2 separate regions of the Callithrix jacchus genome follow, and region 2 is linked to region 1. Evidence: chromatin contacts called from public Hi-C data. All regions are on one chromosome and are shown on one strand. Each heading gives the region's core, a stretch centred on a gene start, on an enhancer-like site or on the middle of the called end of the contact. The rest is flanking DNA. Distances are from core to core; before and after follow the strand shown.

The links. Hi-C and Micro-C count contacts between places; a contact is called where the count stands out from the background.
Region 2: a Hi-C map of induced pluripotent stem cells shows a contact between it and region 1, with 3 times the contacts expected there. The contact joins the promoter of IGFBP4 here to the enhancer-like site in region 1. A contact is called at or near these places in 2 of 3 Hi-C or Micro-C datasets (induced pluripotent stem cells and skeletal muscle).

The regions. Positions count from the first base shown.
Region 1 is chr5:92,740,595-92,747,761 of calJac240_pri, forward strand. LOC118153776 (a long non-coding RNA gene) reads left to right here and starts at 184. Exons shown (of 3, transcript XR_008481552.2): 1 at 184-336; 2 at 4,220-4,292; 3 at 6,938-7,167. Within about 2 kb of position 4,602, at least 4 of the 16 cell types and tissues checked have an H3K27ac peak or open chromatin away from gene starts, as enhancers often do.
Region 2 is chr5:92,829,321-92,836,487 of calJac240_pri, forward strand. IGFBP4 (insulin like growth factor binding protein 4) reads right to left here and starts at 3,957. Exons shown (of 3, transcript XM_035300589.3): 1 at 3,425-3,957. The coding sequence starts at 3,773.

The DNA.
Region 1 (7,167 bases), core at 3,352-5,851:
TGCTTCCAGTCACCACTGAGCTTACAAACATTTCAGACGCAAGACCCGGGCAGCCGCAGCCCCCTCCAGGCTGAACTGTCAGCGGCACCAATTCATTGCTCCTCTCCCCTCCCCCTACCCATGCCAAGTGAAAAACTATTTATTAAGCACAACTATAAATAAGCCAGGGCAGCTGCTCCACTCAACATAAGAAGTGGGTGCTGCTATTTCACGCCACATTGAGGAAACCAAGGCCTAGAGAGGTTTACCAACGTGTCCAGGACCCACAGCCAGAACCCAAGAGGCAAGCCCAGGTCTCTGGCCTGATACTTCCACCAGGACCATGGTCCTTTAAAGGTAAATCTGACTCGATTCTTTCTTTTTTTTTTTTGAGATGGAGTCTTGCTCTGTCACCCAGGCTGGAGTACAGTGGCGCTATCTCAGCTCACTGCAACCTCTTCCTCCCAGGTTCAAGTGATTCTACTGCCTCAGCCTCTCCAGTAGCTGGGATTATAGGTGTGTGCCACCACACCCAGCGAATTTTTGCATTTTTAGTAAAGATGGGGTTTCACCATGTTGGCCAGGCTGGTCTCGAACTCCTGATCTCAAGTGATTCGCCCGCCTTGGCCTCCCAAAGCACTGGGATTACAGGCATGAGCCACCTCTCCTGGCCCCTGACTTAATTCTTGAGACCAGGCAGGGCCTCCCTGCTTCCTAGTCCTCTGGTCCCTAAATATGGCCAGTGCCACCTGGGCCCGACTCTGCACTGCCCTGAAGGTTATAGGATCACACCACAGGGTGAGGGCAGCTAGGAAGAATAAAGAGTAGGCCACCAGTGCCCTGCTATCTCTCCTCTGCCCAGTCAATGAAGCACAAACCTCCCACATAAGCCCTTCTCCTCCATCTGACCCCCCACTAACAACCCCTGTGGGAACCCTGTGGAAGTTTCACACTTCCACAACTTCCCTCCACTCCTTTTATTTCAGCTAAACTGGACCAGTTTATATTTCTTTAAAGAGGCCTGCATTTTCCTTCTTCCACCATTTTTTTTTTTTAGTACAGTGGTGCAATCTCAGCTCACCGCAACCTCCACCTCCCAGGTGCAAGCAAATCTCCTGCCTCAGCTTCCCGAGTAGCTGGGATTACAGGCATGCACCACCATGCCTGTCTAATTTTTTGTATTTAGTAGAGACAAGGTATCACCATGTTGGTCGGGCTGGTCTCGAACTCCTGACTTCAGGTGATCCGCCTGCCTCAGCCCCCCAAAGTGCTGGGTTACAGGCGTAGCCCCCATGCCCAACCTCCTTCCTCCACCTTTGCATGGCTCTCCCTTCTCCCTGAAATAACCTCCCAGCCATCTTCACCTGTCAGAATCCCATGCTCTCTTCATGAACCATCACAAATCTCACTTCCTCCCAGTACTATTTTAACAGGAATTCTTTCTTTGGTTCCCCATAGGTCTATGCCTCTTTTGTGGTACTTCCCAGTACTTTATAGTTCTCTAAGTAAGACCTCACTCCCCCAGTCTGTGATAAGCTTCTGAGTGCAGGAGCCGTCTTGTCACAGTGCCGGGTGCACGGTAGGTGCCCAGCAGGCCTGGGGGGGAGTCGCCTTGCCAGAGCATCTCCCTGGAGGTGGGTCTTGCACTCAGAGGGCTGAGACAGCTCAGAAAGAGCCTCTGGCTTCCTGAGGTGCAGGGTGTTCTTGAGCAAGACTCTGCCCGTCTCCGAGGCTGATTAGAGATGCCAGCTCTGTCACTGGGAATCATGAGAAATCTGGCAACAGTGAGCAGAGCCAAGGAATGTCCCACCCACGGCATCTGGAGCCACTTCCTTCCTGGAAGGAGAACAAAGCAGAAAGAGGAGATCAAGCCTCTCCCTGCATGGAGGGCGATGGAGCAATGGGGCCTAAGGGGGTGGACCTCCAGGAAGGAGGCTGCCAGGTGACAACAGGAGCCCCAGAGGAGCTGGGAACCTCAAGGAGAAGGAAGAGCAAGAGGTCAGGCAAGCCCCCTTTCCTCCTGCCCCTTCCAGCTTCTCCTCTGTGAAACTCAGACTTTTCCTCCCCCACCCACTTTCTCTTTCTCCCTCCTCACCTCCTCCTCCCCACCTGGCACTCCTATCCCACGACCACCCACTGCCCTGGACTCCACTGCAGAGAGGCCATGCGTGACTGCATCTCCACACCCTTATCTTGATGTTCCAGGCCTTCCGGGTGGGCCGCCAGCACACCTCTCCACCCCTTCCCGCCTTGGACTCTCCTCCAGCCTGGACTTTCCTGCCTCTTGGCCGTTCATGGGACTCGCTCAGCTCACAGGGCCCTCCCCTCCCTGCTCTCTCCATCCCCTCCTGTGGAACTCCTGCCTCTCTCCAAGCCCCCCGGATGCTATCTTCCCTGGGCAGCACTGCCTGATCCCCGATCGCCCCACTATTTAGACTCTCTCTGTGTTTTCACCACCACCCCCAATCCAGGGCTTATCACTCTGCCCTGGATGGAAATAGCAGCAACAATCATGGGAATAGACATCTCTGTCACCAAAGGCTCCTGCCTCCCCTTGCCTAGCACATGGATTTGACACTGAGATCTGACACTGCCCAGCCAGGGATGACATTTCCCAGCCCCCGTGGCATTAAGATGGGGCCATGTGACTTGTTCTCACCCATGGAATGTGAGCAGAAGTGGCACTTCTGGGCCAAGGCAGTTAAGCAGCTGATGTGCCTTCTCCACTCTCTTCCCCACCCACTAGCTAGAGCCCGATGGCCGAAGTGATCTTGGAAGCTACCAGTTAAAGATGGCAGAGCTAATTAATTAGCATGGTGGCACACACCTAGAGTCCCAGTTTTTTGGGAGGTTGAGGCAGAAGAATCACTTGAACCCGGGAGGTGGAGGCTGCAGTGAGCCAAGATCGCACCACCGCACTCCAGCCTGGGCAACAGAGCGAGACTCCATCTCAAAAAAAGAAAAGAAGGTAGAGCTGTCAGAAGCCTGGTGTCTAGATGAGCCTTACTGCTAACCTGGTATTTTCTGAGACCATCAGAGAGACAAGAAACAAGCTTCCATTGTCTCTAAGCCATCACACATTCTTGGGTCTATTTGTTACACCGGTTAGCGTCTCCTGACCAATACAGGTGGCTATCGATTTACTATATACCAGGAACTGCATGAAGTGTTTTTACTATTATCTCAGTTAATCCTCACAGTACTTCCACAAGGGAGCTACTTTAAAGGCCCTGTTTTATAGATGAGAAAACTGAGGCTTAGAAAGGTTAGGTAACTTGGCCAAAGTGACCAAGTGATAAACTGCATTCTGACCGGAACCAGAGTGTCCCACCACCGACAGTGAGCTTGGTGCATGTCTGATATCCTCCCCAGACCATTGTCACTGGGAAGATCGGAGCGGAAGAAAGATCACACCTTTCCCTCCTGCAGAAACAAGAGTCTGATCTGCACTAGATTTTTTGTTTTGTTTTGCTTTTTTTGAGATGGATTCTCACTATGTCACCCAGGCTGGAGTGCCATGGCACGATCTCCAGTCACTGCAAACTTCACCTCCCAGATTCAGGCGATTCTCCTGCCTCAGCTTCCCGAGTAGCCTGGATTACAGACACCTGCCACCATACTAACTAATTTTTGTATTTTTGGTAGAGACATGGTGAACCATGTTGACCAGGCTGGTCTTGAACTCCTGACCTTAAGTGATCCACCCGCCTTAGCCTCCCAAAGTGCTGGGACTACAGGCATGAGCCACACCACACTAGATATTTTGTAATATCATTACTTTTCAGCTTTCATTTTCCGAGAGCCTGCTAGGTCCTACAGAGTCAGTGGAAGGGGGAGGCACTTCACATATAGGGTTATCATCAGGAGAGCCCTGCCAGGTGGGTATGTACTCTGCTGAGCTAGAAGCAGGCTCTGGGAAGCTCAATGACCTCCCCAAGGTGACCTGCCTGAGTGGCCAAGCATAAAAGAAACTGGGTCTGCCGGGCTCTCGCCTCCACTCTGCTTGCACACTCCACCCCTCCCTTGTCAGGCCACTCTGATCTGGGAGGCAGCTGGAGGATTCCAGCAGAGCAGGGGTGGGGAATGGAGGGGGTAGAGAGAGAGAGAGAGAGAGAGAGGTGTGTGTGTGTGTGTGTGTGTGTGCGCGCACACATGCGCGCACACGCACGCACGTGAGCCCTACATGTGTATATCAATGTTTCACTGCTTCTATCCCTCAGTCTGGTTTTCATTTCTTTAGGGAAGAGGATGCGGCATGAAAGACAAGTGGAAGAAAAGAAAATAGAAAATTCTTCAGGCTAAGGGAATAAAAGGTCAGAAAACATCAAAGTTGATGGAAACTGTGAGTTTCATAGCCAAACCCCTTGGCTTAGTCCAGGAGGAAACTCTAGCCCATAAAAAAAAAAAAGGATTTGCTCAAGGAGTTGGGTTAGAGCCTGCACTTCCAAAACCCCACCAGTGCTTTTTGTACCAAGCCCTCTGCCCCAAAGCCAGGAGAGGATAGGTCACTCACAGTTCATAGCTCAGCTCAGACATCACCCCCTCTCGGCAGCTTTCCTTCCCCCGCCACAGCAGCTCTGCCACTCCTCTGTACTCAGTGGTTTACTCACCTGTCTGCCTCCCCCACTGGACTGTGAGAGGATGGAAACAGATTCTGTCTTGGTCCTCAGACCTCAGGAGACCTGGCACATAGTAAGTACTCAATAAACAACTGTGGGACTGAATGTCCGAATGAGTGAAGGGATGAACCAAATGGTTATACGTGCCATTCTACATAACAATGGCCTCGCGTGCACACAGGGCTTTCATTTTTCAAATCACATTAATCACATTGTCTCAGTAGGACCCAGTGAGAGGCCCCAATGACAAGGAGAATGGTATCAAGCGCACACACATTTACACATGCAGCTCCCCTCCGTGTTTATGTACGTATAAGAGACCCATACACCCATCCATCCCCAGCCAGCAAGAAAGATGCTATGACGTGCTATTTCCTGTTTTGTCTGCAAACGCCGAGGCGTCCTCTATTTTTTCCCCCACCCCGGCGCGCGCGCGCGCGCGCACACACACACACACACACACACACACTTGCGCAGGGCCGGTTTTCCTCCTTAGCTGAAAGAGAGTAAAAGAGAGCCAGCCGTCCACAAGGGGGCATTCAAAGACCATCAAACACAATGTCTCAAAGCCACGACTGCTACCTAAACTTGATCTTGAAGAGAAAAGAAGATCCCAGGGACAACTGAAGAGGCAGGGTGGGGTCTCGCATGGAAACGAGAAGAGGAAGTGGTCAGCCACTGGAGAAGCAGGGCTGATGGAGATGGCGGCTCCGTCTAAATAATAGAAATGGTAATAACCCTCACTCTTCGTATTTACTAAATATTTACCAAGCACTGGTGCCTGGTCTAAGCACTTCACATGTCACGACTGGTTTAATCTTCCTCTCACCTCTGCAAGGTTCAATACTGCTATCATTCTGGCTTTATAGATGAAAAAACAAATGAATCAGAAAAACTGAGTAACTTGCCCAGGGTCACTCAGTGGTGAAGTAGGAATTCAAACCCAGGACCTGTTATCCATAGGTCACACTGTTAAACTACTCTGCTGCCTCGAAGCTGGACTTTCAGACATCCTACTTCTCAGCCCAGGATTCTCTCTGCCGGACTCTACTTCTCACAGATCAAGGCCCTTTTGGGTGGTTGTTGAAGGACCTAGAAGCTGATTTCCTAAGAGTGAATAACGGTGCCCTGAAGCTGACCCCTCATCCGCTATAAACTGTTGATGCTGGGTTGGTGTAGTGCCTTTGGAAAGCAGTAAAGCAATTATTAGCAAAAGGCCTAAAGCTCTTCCTTCCCCTTTGACCCTATAATCTCATTCCTGGGAAATTATTCCAAGGAAATTATCCAAACGGAAGCCAAGTGTTATCTGCATGCATGTGTGCCCTGAAGTCTTTCTTTAAAGGTCAAAAACTGGAAGGACAATAAGGAAGTGGTTTAATACTCGGGCATCATTACAATGGACAGTCCAGCCTGGAAAAGCACAGTTGTGTTAACTGTGATGGGAATGGGCACTCGGAGGATGCTTCTGCTGCACAGTGTATCACCACCACACTCCCACCTCACTAGCCAATTCAACAAATCACGCTTGTCAAGGAGAGAGAAGTCTCTTTGTTCATGCTCAAAATAAACTTAGCCTCTGATGCCCCAAAGGAACAGAAGAGAAGCTTAAATGCAACAAAAACAATAACCTCAATAATTCTTGGGTTTTGAGTTTCCAAGGCCCCAGTTCGTGATGATGTATGACATTTTCTGAGAGTGATTTTGATGATTGGTTATTGATGATTTTCACCTTTCACACTGTTCTTGTGACTAAGCTATCTAATTCTTCATATTAAATTGTGTTAGTGTATCTGGTGTGGTTTCTGGTTTCTGACCAGACCCTGATACATACATAGATCATGGACCCTAACGATACTTTTTCCTTTCTTTCTTTCTTTCTTTTTTTTTATTTTATTTTATTTTATTTTATTTGAAACGGAGTTTTGCTCTCGTTGCCCCGGGCTGCCTCAGCCTCCCGAACAGCTGGGATTACAGGCATGCGCCACCACGCCTGGCTAATTTTGTATTTTTAGTAGAGACGGGGTTTCTCCATGTTAGTCAGGTTGGTCTCTAACTCCCGACCTCAGGTGATCTGCCCACCTCAGCCTCCCAAAGTGCTGGGATTACAGGTGGGAGCCACCACGCCCGGTGATATGTGATTTTTTTTTAAGTGCACAAAATTAGTGCACCCGCCATGATTTCAACTTATACAAATATCTACTTTAGGATGGTACAGGTATGGCTGGTCTTCTCCAAATTATACTTTGTACTAGTCACCTCCTGCTGCATAATAAAGTACCCTAAAGCTCAGTGTCTACAAACAACAACGTTTATCACCTCACAGTTTCTCTGGGTTACAGATCCTGGTGCAGCTTAGCTGAGCCCTCCACTTCAGTACTTCTGCAGGCTGCAATCGAGGTGTCAGCTGAGCCGGAGTCGTCTCAAGGCTCAACTGGGGACCCAACGCCAAGATCACTCAAGCGGCTGCTGCAGTATTCAGTGGACCCTTGGACTCAAGGACCCGATGCCCGTCACTGCCTATGCCCTCTGTTCCTCAGCACGTTGGCCTTTCCCTGGGGCAGCCCCCAAC
Region 2 (7,167 bases), core at 2,707-5,206, 88 kb after region 1:
TTAGCTCTGCAGCACTCTGTCTTTAAGTGGAAAGACTCCTGACACCCGAGGCACCAATCTTGCTGGCTTTGCCCGTACTAAAGAAAAAATGGGAGGCAGCCATGCTCCTCCCTTCCCCTCCCCCCACAGCACAGAATTTCTGGGAATGCCCTTGTTCCCATGACATAACTGGACTCCCAGTACTGAAGTAGGGGGGAAATATTTGCTGCCTTGGCTAAAATTTAATCCAGCCTGCCTGTTCCCTGTCCCAAAGGGACTGAGAGCCCAGCTTACGAACTCCCCATCCAAACACTGATCTTTCCATTGTCCACTCCCCCAGATTCTGTGAGTCGAGGACCAGTACCAGGATGCAGAGCTGTGGACTTTTGACGCCTCATCTCTGGTGGCCTCAGTGGTGTTAGGCCACAACCTGGCCAGTTCATGGAAAGCTGAGACAGGAGGGCAAGGGTGGCTGGAGACGGAAAGGGGAGCTGCCCCCTGGGCAAATAGGAGACAGCTGGACCACAGCAGTCAAAGGAGGGGCATGCCAAGTGGTCCCCACCCCCACCACCTGCTCACACTCAGCCCCAAGAGGAATAGGCAGAAAGAATAGATGGGTCCCCTCAACCAAGCTATTCACAGGCCAGTGGGCCCAAGGCTTGGGACCTAGAGGGGACAGTGGCCTACTGACTGTGTAGGCTAAAAAGGATGAGTGGGTAGGGGCTTGGTAGTCTTATCTCATCCACAGACCCTGCAGGGCTGCGGCAGAACTCTAGGGGGTGCCTTTCACATGGTGCCATGTGGCCCGGGTCACAGAAAGGGATTACTTCTATGATTCTATGATGACTGGGAGGTGTGGGAGGGCACAGGCATAGCTTGCTCCACAGGTACCTCCAGCCTTCCCCGTCTCTCTCTAGGTACCTGCATCCATTGCATGGCTGGAGGACAAGGCAAGGAAGAAGGAGGGAGGGGCACTACAGACCTCAGCTGTGTCATCCAAAGGGGACCTAAAGCCTAGACACCTTTTTTTTTTTGAGATGGAGTCTTGTTTTGTCACCCAGGCTGGAGTGCAATGGCGAGGTCTCTGCTCACTGCAACCTCCACCTCCCAGGTTCAGGCAGTTCTCCTGCCTCAGCCTCCCAGGTTCAGGCAGTTCTCCTGCCTCAGCCTCCCTAGTAGCTGGGATTACAGGCACCCACCACTGCACCCAGCTAATTTTTGTATTTTTAGTAGAGATAGAGTTTTACCATCTTGGCCAGACTGGTCTCAAACTCCTGAACCTTGTGATCCACCTGCCTCGGCTCCCAAAGTCCTGGGATTACAGGCCTGAACCACCGGCCCCCACCCCACCCCCATTTTTTTTAAGAGATATAGTCGTCCAGGATGGGCTCAAGTGATCCTCCCATCTCAGCCTCCCAAGTAGCTGGGACTATAGGCATGAACCACTGTGATTGGCTAATTTTTTTTTTTTTTTTTTTTGTAGAGACAGGGGTCTGGCTGTATTGCTCAGGATGGTCTCAAACTCCTGGCCTTAAGCAATCCTCCCAAAGTACTCGGATTATAAGCATGAACCTCCACAACCAGCCCCTAGACACTCCTGGAGACCAGTTCGCCTCAAAGCCAGGGAACAATCACAAATTTTTCATGCCATGCCCTCCCCAAACCCCTAGGGGGTCTTATTTTCCTCCACTATAGGATGGAGTATTCCTACCCAACCAGAAGATGAGGTATTCCTACACAGCCCTTTGTGGGCTCTTCTGTCTTGCGTTCAAAGTGATGAAAGAGGAGGAGGCTACCGACCATCCTTATCTGGTGCCAGATACCCTCTGGCTGATGGATGATGGAGAGTCAAATGGTACGTGACCCTGTTGTACCCCAAGAACCCAAGGACTCGGCCCTGGGTCCCAGTCTCAGTATCCCTCCTCTACCATTACCACTGGCATCTCTGCTCCAACATTAGCGACTTTCTCCACCAGGACCCCACTTCCCAGATGTGTTGGGTGCCAGGCTGGCATTTCTCCTAGAATTTTTTCTGCTGACCCATCTCTCCCTACCCAGGGGCAGGAGGGGCAGAGAGGCCCAAGGCCCAGACCCCTGGGGTCCACCTCCTTCCTGTTTTCCTTATATCCTGCTTGCCTCCGCTAACAAGCTGCAGAGGATTGAGGAAGTGGAGGGTTTGGGACCCAGGACAGGAAGCTTGGGGCTGGAGTCCCAGCATCCGGACTGCAACAATGGAAGCTTCAAGAACCAGGAAAGAGACAGAAACAGACAGAGGCACAGAAGAGCAAAACAGAGTTAGAGAGGGAATGAGAAACAGAGGCATAGATACAGAAAGGCAGACAAACAGATTCCCAAAGAAACAGAGAAAGACAAAAACAGGAACAGAGACACAGAGAAAGAGCAACAGAAAAAGAGGGAGAGAAGCAGAGCAACTGAAACAGAAACACAGAATAAGGTAGAGAAAGAAAGGCGTGATGGGCAGAAGACATTGAGGAATAGAGAACGCATTACTAGTGAAACCAGAGGTTGAGAGACGAATCAGGAAGAAAAAAAGAGCAAGAGAACAAAGGAAAGAGACTGAGAGTCTAAGAAGAAACTGAGAAAGGTTCATTGAGACACAAAGAAAGTGTTAAGAATGAGGGTAGGGCAAGGGCCTTCTCAGAGTCTCTCTCTTTCTGTTTCTCTGCCCTGGCCCCTCATCCCTTTCTCTATTCCCCACCCCACACACATGAGGCTTCTGCAGCTCTAGGCCGGGAGCCAAGATTTTCTGATGCGTCAAATCACACCTGCCTAGAGAAAAGAACAGGAGGCCTGTATAACAAAGCAGGCAGAGATGCCCAGGCCTGGCAGAGGGACTTCTGTCTTCCCATTACTTCTCAAACAGCAAGGTGACATGGCTCTGGGCTTTAGGGAAGGGCAAGTCTAATGCCCCTCACTGCCAAAGTCCCTCAAATTTGTATGTCCCACACCACCAAAGGACCATGTAAAAAGTTCAGGCCCTGGCTCCCCAGACCCCTGGGGTTTCACCCTCGGCCTGGATCAAGAACGGAAAGCTTTTCCCCCTCCCCCATCCTCCCCAACACACACCCCACCACCATCCTCCTGTCCTCTGGCCCTAGACAGCTGACTTAACTGGACCTTAATCTGCCACTCTTGCTCCAGCAGCCAGGTCTCCCACTGGGACACCCTTATCAAATAGACAACCCTTGGAGGTTTGAGATGGAGCGATGGGACAGTCTCCCTTGGTGTTGGCAACAGGCTGCTAGGGACTCGGTAGCAGTCTCCTTTGTGAGCCTGTCCCATGCCAGCTAGGCTCTGCCACGTACCTGCCTTCTCTTCAACTCACAGGGGATTTTAAAGGGCCTTCCAGGGCGGCCGCAATGGAAAGAAGCCGCTGGGAAGGGAGCGCATTCAGGAGGGAATTGGGAGGCCAGGGGTACCTTACCAGAGGGCTGCTGGCTTTGCCGGATGGCCTCGACCTCAGCCAGCTCCATGCACACGCCTTGCCCGAGCATCAGCGTGTGCAGGGGCTTCTCCACCCCCCGGGGCGGGTAGCAGCGCAGGCCCGAGCCGCAGCGGGGGGTGTACACCCCGCAGGGCATCCCCAAGCCCAGGGCGCAAGTAGCACAACAGCCGCAGCCGGGCTCCCGCACCAGCTCAGTGCAGCCCACGGGGGGGCGGCAGCGCGCCAGTTTCTCCTCGGTGCAGGTCGGGCAGTGGATGGCTTCGTCGCCCAGGCTCAGCCTGGGCCCGGCCGCCAGCAGCAGGACGGCCACGAGGCAGAGCGGCAGCATGATCACGCGAAGACTGGGCGCTGGCGCGCGAGCGGGCGGCGGAGGGCACACGGCTGCAGCGCCCGGAGCGCCTGGAGGACCGGACCCGGAGGGCTCGGGGAGATGGGTCGGCCCGGCGGGCGGACGCAGTCGGAACAGGGAAGTCAGCAGGCGGGCGGCGAGGCGACGGGGCCGGGGGCTGAGCGGAGGCCCGGGTCGGCTCCCCCGGACTTTATACTGGTCCCTGGCCACACCCCCAGCGCCTTCCCAGAGGTGGGGGAGCCGGGGCCGGCGACGGGGAGAGGGAGAGGCGGCCGTTAGGGGGAGGGGGCGCTCTCCCGAGTCGCCGCCGCCGCCGCTGCATCTGAAAGCCCTATTCTGCCGAAGAAGGAAGCGGCGCAGTTTGGAAGCCTTGGCAGGCACCCAGAGCGCCTCTGAACCGGAGCCCGGGAGGGGAGGCGAGGGAGAAGGGAAGCCAAGGGGCTGCTGCGTGGCCCCCTCTCCCGACCTCGGAGGAGTCTCGCCCCGCCCCGCCAACGCGGCCTCAGTCTCCCACCGAGAAAGGGACCTCCTAGCCCGGACTCCCAGCCCCTTGGATTCGGTCTCCCTGGGCAGAAGCCTTTCCACCCCACCCCAGTGCTTCCAGTCTCAACCGCTGCAGACCAAGCCTCGTGAGGTGGGGTAAAGCGTACAGGCACTCAGCTAGGGGCACGGAGGGGCCTAGTGGCCCTAAGACGTAACAGGCTCTTTCCCCTTGCCCTTTGCAACCTCTCCCCCCCCCCGGCCCCCCCCCCCCCGCAATCTCCCCAGGGTTCATTTGAGCCCTGGTCCACCCTGCCTTCCCAGGGAGGGAGGGGCTGCCTTGCCTCTTCCTCCTTACTGGACGTTTGCTTCTCAGGTCCACTCAGACCCCCTCCTGCAGGGAGGCAGGCCTGGGAGACTGCCACTTGCAATGTGCACGTTTTTCATTGAACAACTCCAGTGGGGCACCATTCGTGTGGTCATTATATGTTTGTTGAGCTGTTGTGATCATTTCCCAGTGGCAGTGAAGGATTTTGAAGGGCCTGGAGCAGTGGCTCACACCTGTGATCCCAGCACTTTGGAGGCTGAGGCAGGAGAATCACTTGAGCCCAGGAGTTGGAGGCTGCAGTGAGCAAGGATTGTGCAACTGCACTCCAGCCTGGGTGAAAGAAGAAAACTGTCTCTTAAAAAAAAAGGAAGACCAGGAGCAGTGGCTCGCGCCTGTAATCCCAGCACTTTGGGAGGCCAAGGTGGGCAGGTCACATGGTTAGGAATTCAAGACCAGCCTGGCCAAGATGGTGAAACCTCCTCTCTACCAAATTTACACAAAAATTAGCCTGGTGCGGTGGCAGGCACCTGTTTATCCCAGCTACTTGGGAGGCTAAGGCAGGAGAATCGCTTGAACCCCGGGGACAGGGGTTGTTATAGTGAGCACTCCAGCCTGGGAAACAGAGTAAGACTCCATATGAAAAATAAAAAGAAAAGAAAAAGAAGGCCAGCATGGTGGCTCAGACCTGTAATTCCAGCACTTTGGGACACAGGTAGGCAGATCACCTGGGATCAGGAGACCAGCCTGGCCAACATGGTGAAATCCTGTCTCTACTAAAAATACAAACATTAGCCAGGCATGGTGGCGCGTGCCTGTAATCCCAGCTACTTGGGAGGCTGAGGCAGGAAAATCACTTGAACCCTGGGAGGCAGAGGTTACAGTGAGCCGAGATCGCACCACTGTACCTCAGCCTGGGTGAAAGAACAAGACTTTGTCTAAAAAAAAAAGACAAAAAAAATGTTGAGGAAGGTATGCTTTTTTAATTCACCCAGTGTTGCTACTTGGGCTAGTAATGGGCCTGGTTTGACCCTCTGTGAAATTCTACTGATGCCCCTATTACCCCAGCCTTGCCCAATCCTGCCCAAATTGAGAAGAGCCCTGGAGTAGCATTCGGAGCAAAGTTCCATCTCCTAGGTTCTCTCTCGGGCCCCCCTAATTCATATCATCCTCCCCTACAAAGGCTTCTGCTGTGCTAGAGCTGGTTTCAGGATAAGGGTGACTGTCCAGGAATAATCAGTAACCCACCGTGGATTTTTTTTTTTTTTTTTTTTTTTTTTTTGGCTTGGCCTAGAAAGCTGCAGGTCAGCCAAGCTGAAATGCAGTTCAGGGACCCTCTTCCTGCTTCTTCCTCCAGGACAGGGGTCTTTCAGCCTCACAGGGGTTGGGCTACCTCCTACTTTCTCCAAATGCAGACTTCAAGGATGATTGCAGGGAGATTGCAGCCGGACCTGCAGGACAGACCAAAAAGTTGCAAACTAACGGCACCTACTGGCAACCATCAAGACTGCAAAAGGGCTGGAAAGTGACACCCGGGGCCCAGATTCTGGGATTCTCTCCATTCCATCTCACAGATGAAGTGGGGACACTTCTGTCCCACATGCCCTGGAGAAGGGCAAACAGAACCAGCTTCCTCAAGTCCCTGGGGAAGCCCAGCCTGTGCCTGATTCAGAAAACTGCCCCCACGCCATCTCCCTCCTTCATCATCACTAGACCCCATTCTGCCACCAACTTGTGTGAACTTGGAGTTTGACTGACCTCTGCTGTAACATGGAGGTAGATCAACTCTACCCCTCCTGCCTCTTGAAGCTCTTGTGAGAATAAAATGGAATGGAGAAGAATAGTTCTGCTCCCAATGCCAGACATGTACCCTGGTCAGCAAACCCAAGAGGAGTAAAGGTGCCGGAACACAGAGGCAGGAGTGCAGGAGAGGCCGGACAACGCCACACAACGTCCCTGGGATGAAGCATGAGTGCAGGTAAGTGTGGGAAATCTGAAAGGTTGCCAGACGAGACAGATTCCCACACCTCAACCTCAGCCCCTCAATCCATCCTCTGGTGTCCTTCCACCCCTCATCATTGGGTTAATTCCAAGAAGGCAGGAAGATGCGCGGGAAGAGACCTTCCAAGCACCTCCCACCATTCATGCAACACACATTTATTGAACACCTAATACGCTCAGGCTTTATGCTACGTACTAGAGATGCAGAGATGACCAAGATCATGCCCTGCCCTCAAGGAGCTCACTGCTTAATGAGAGAAGATAGTATGTAAATAAAACACATCTGAGAAGTGTGCAGGGGCCCTGGGAGGTGCTCACATGGGGCGCAGTGGAGATCCAGAGCCACAAGTGCTTGGTTCTACAGGCTAAAAGCCTTCCTTAAAGAGATGATCCTGGGGCCAATGACCTTCCACGCTACAGGAATCAGCAAAGTCTTAGCTCCGGATGACCTGGATTCTGACCCCAGCCCTGTCACTGGGCTCACTAGGAAACCTAAAACAAATTACTTGAGCTCTCTGAGCTTCAGGCCCTATCTGGAAAATGAGACTTTGCAGCAAGAACGAGAGA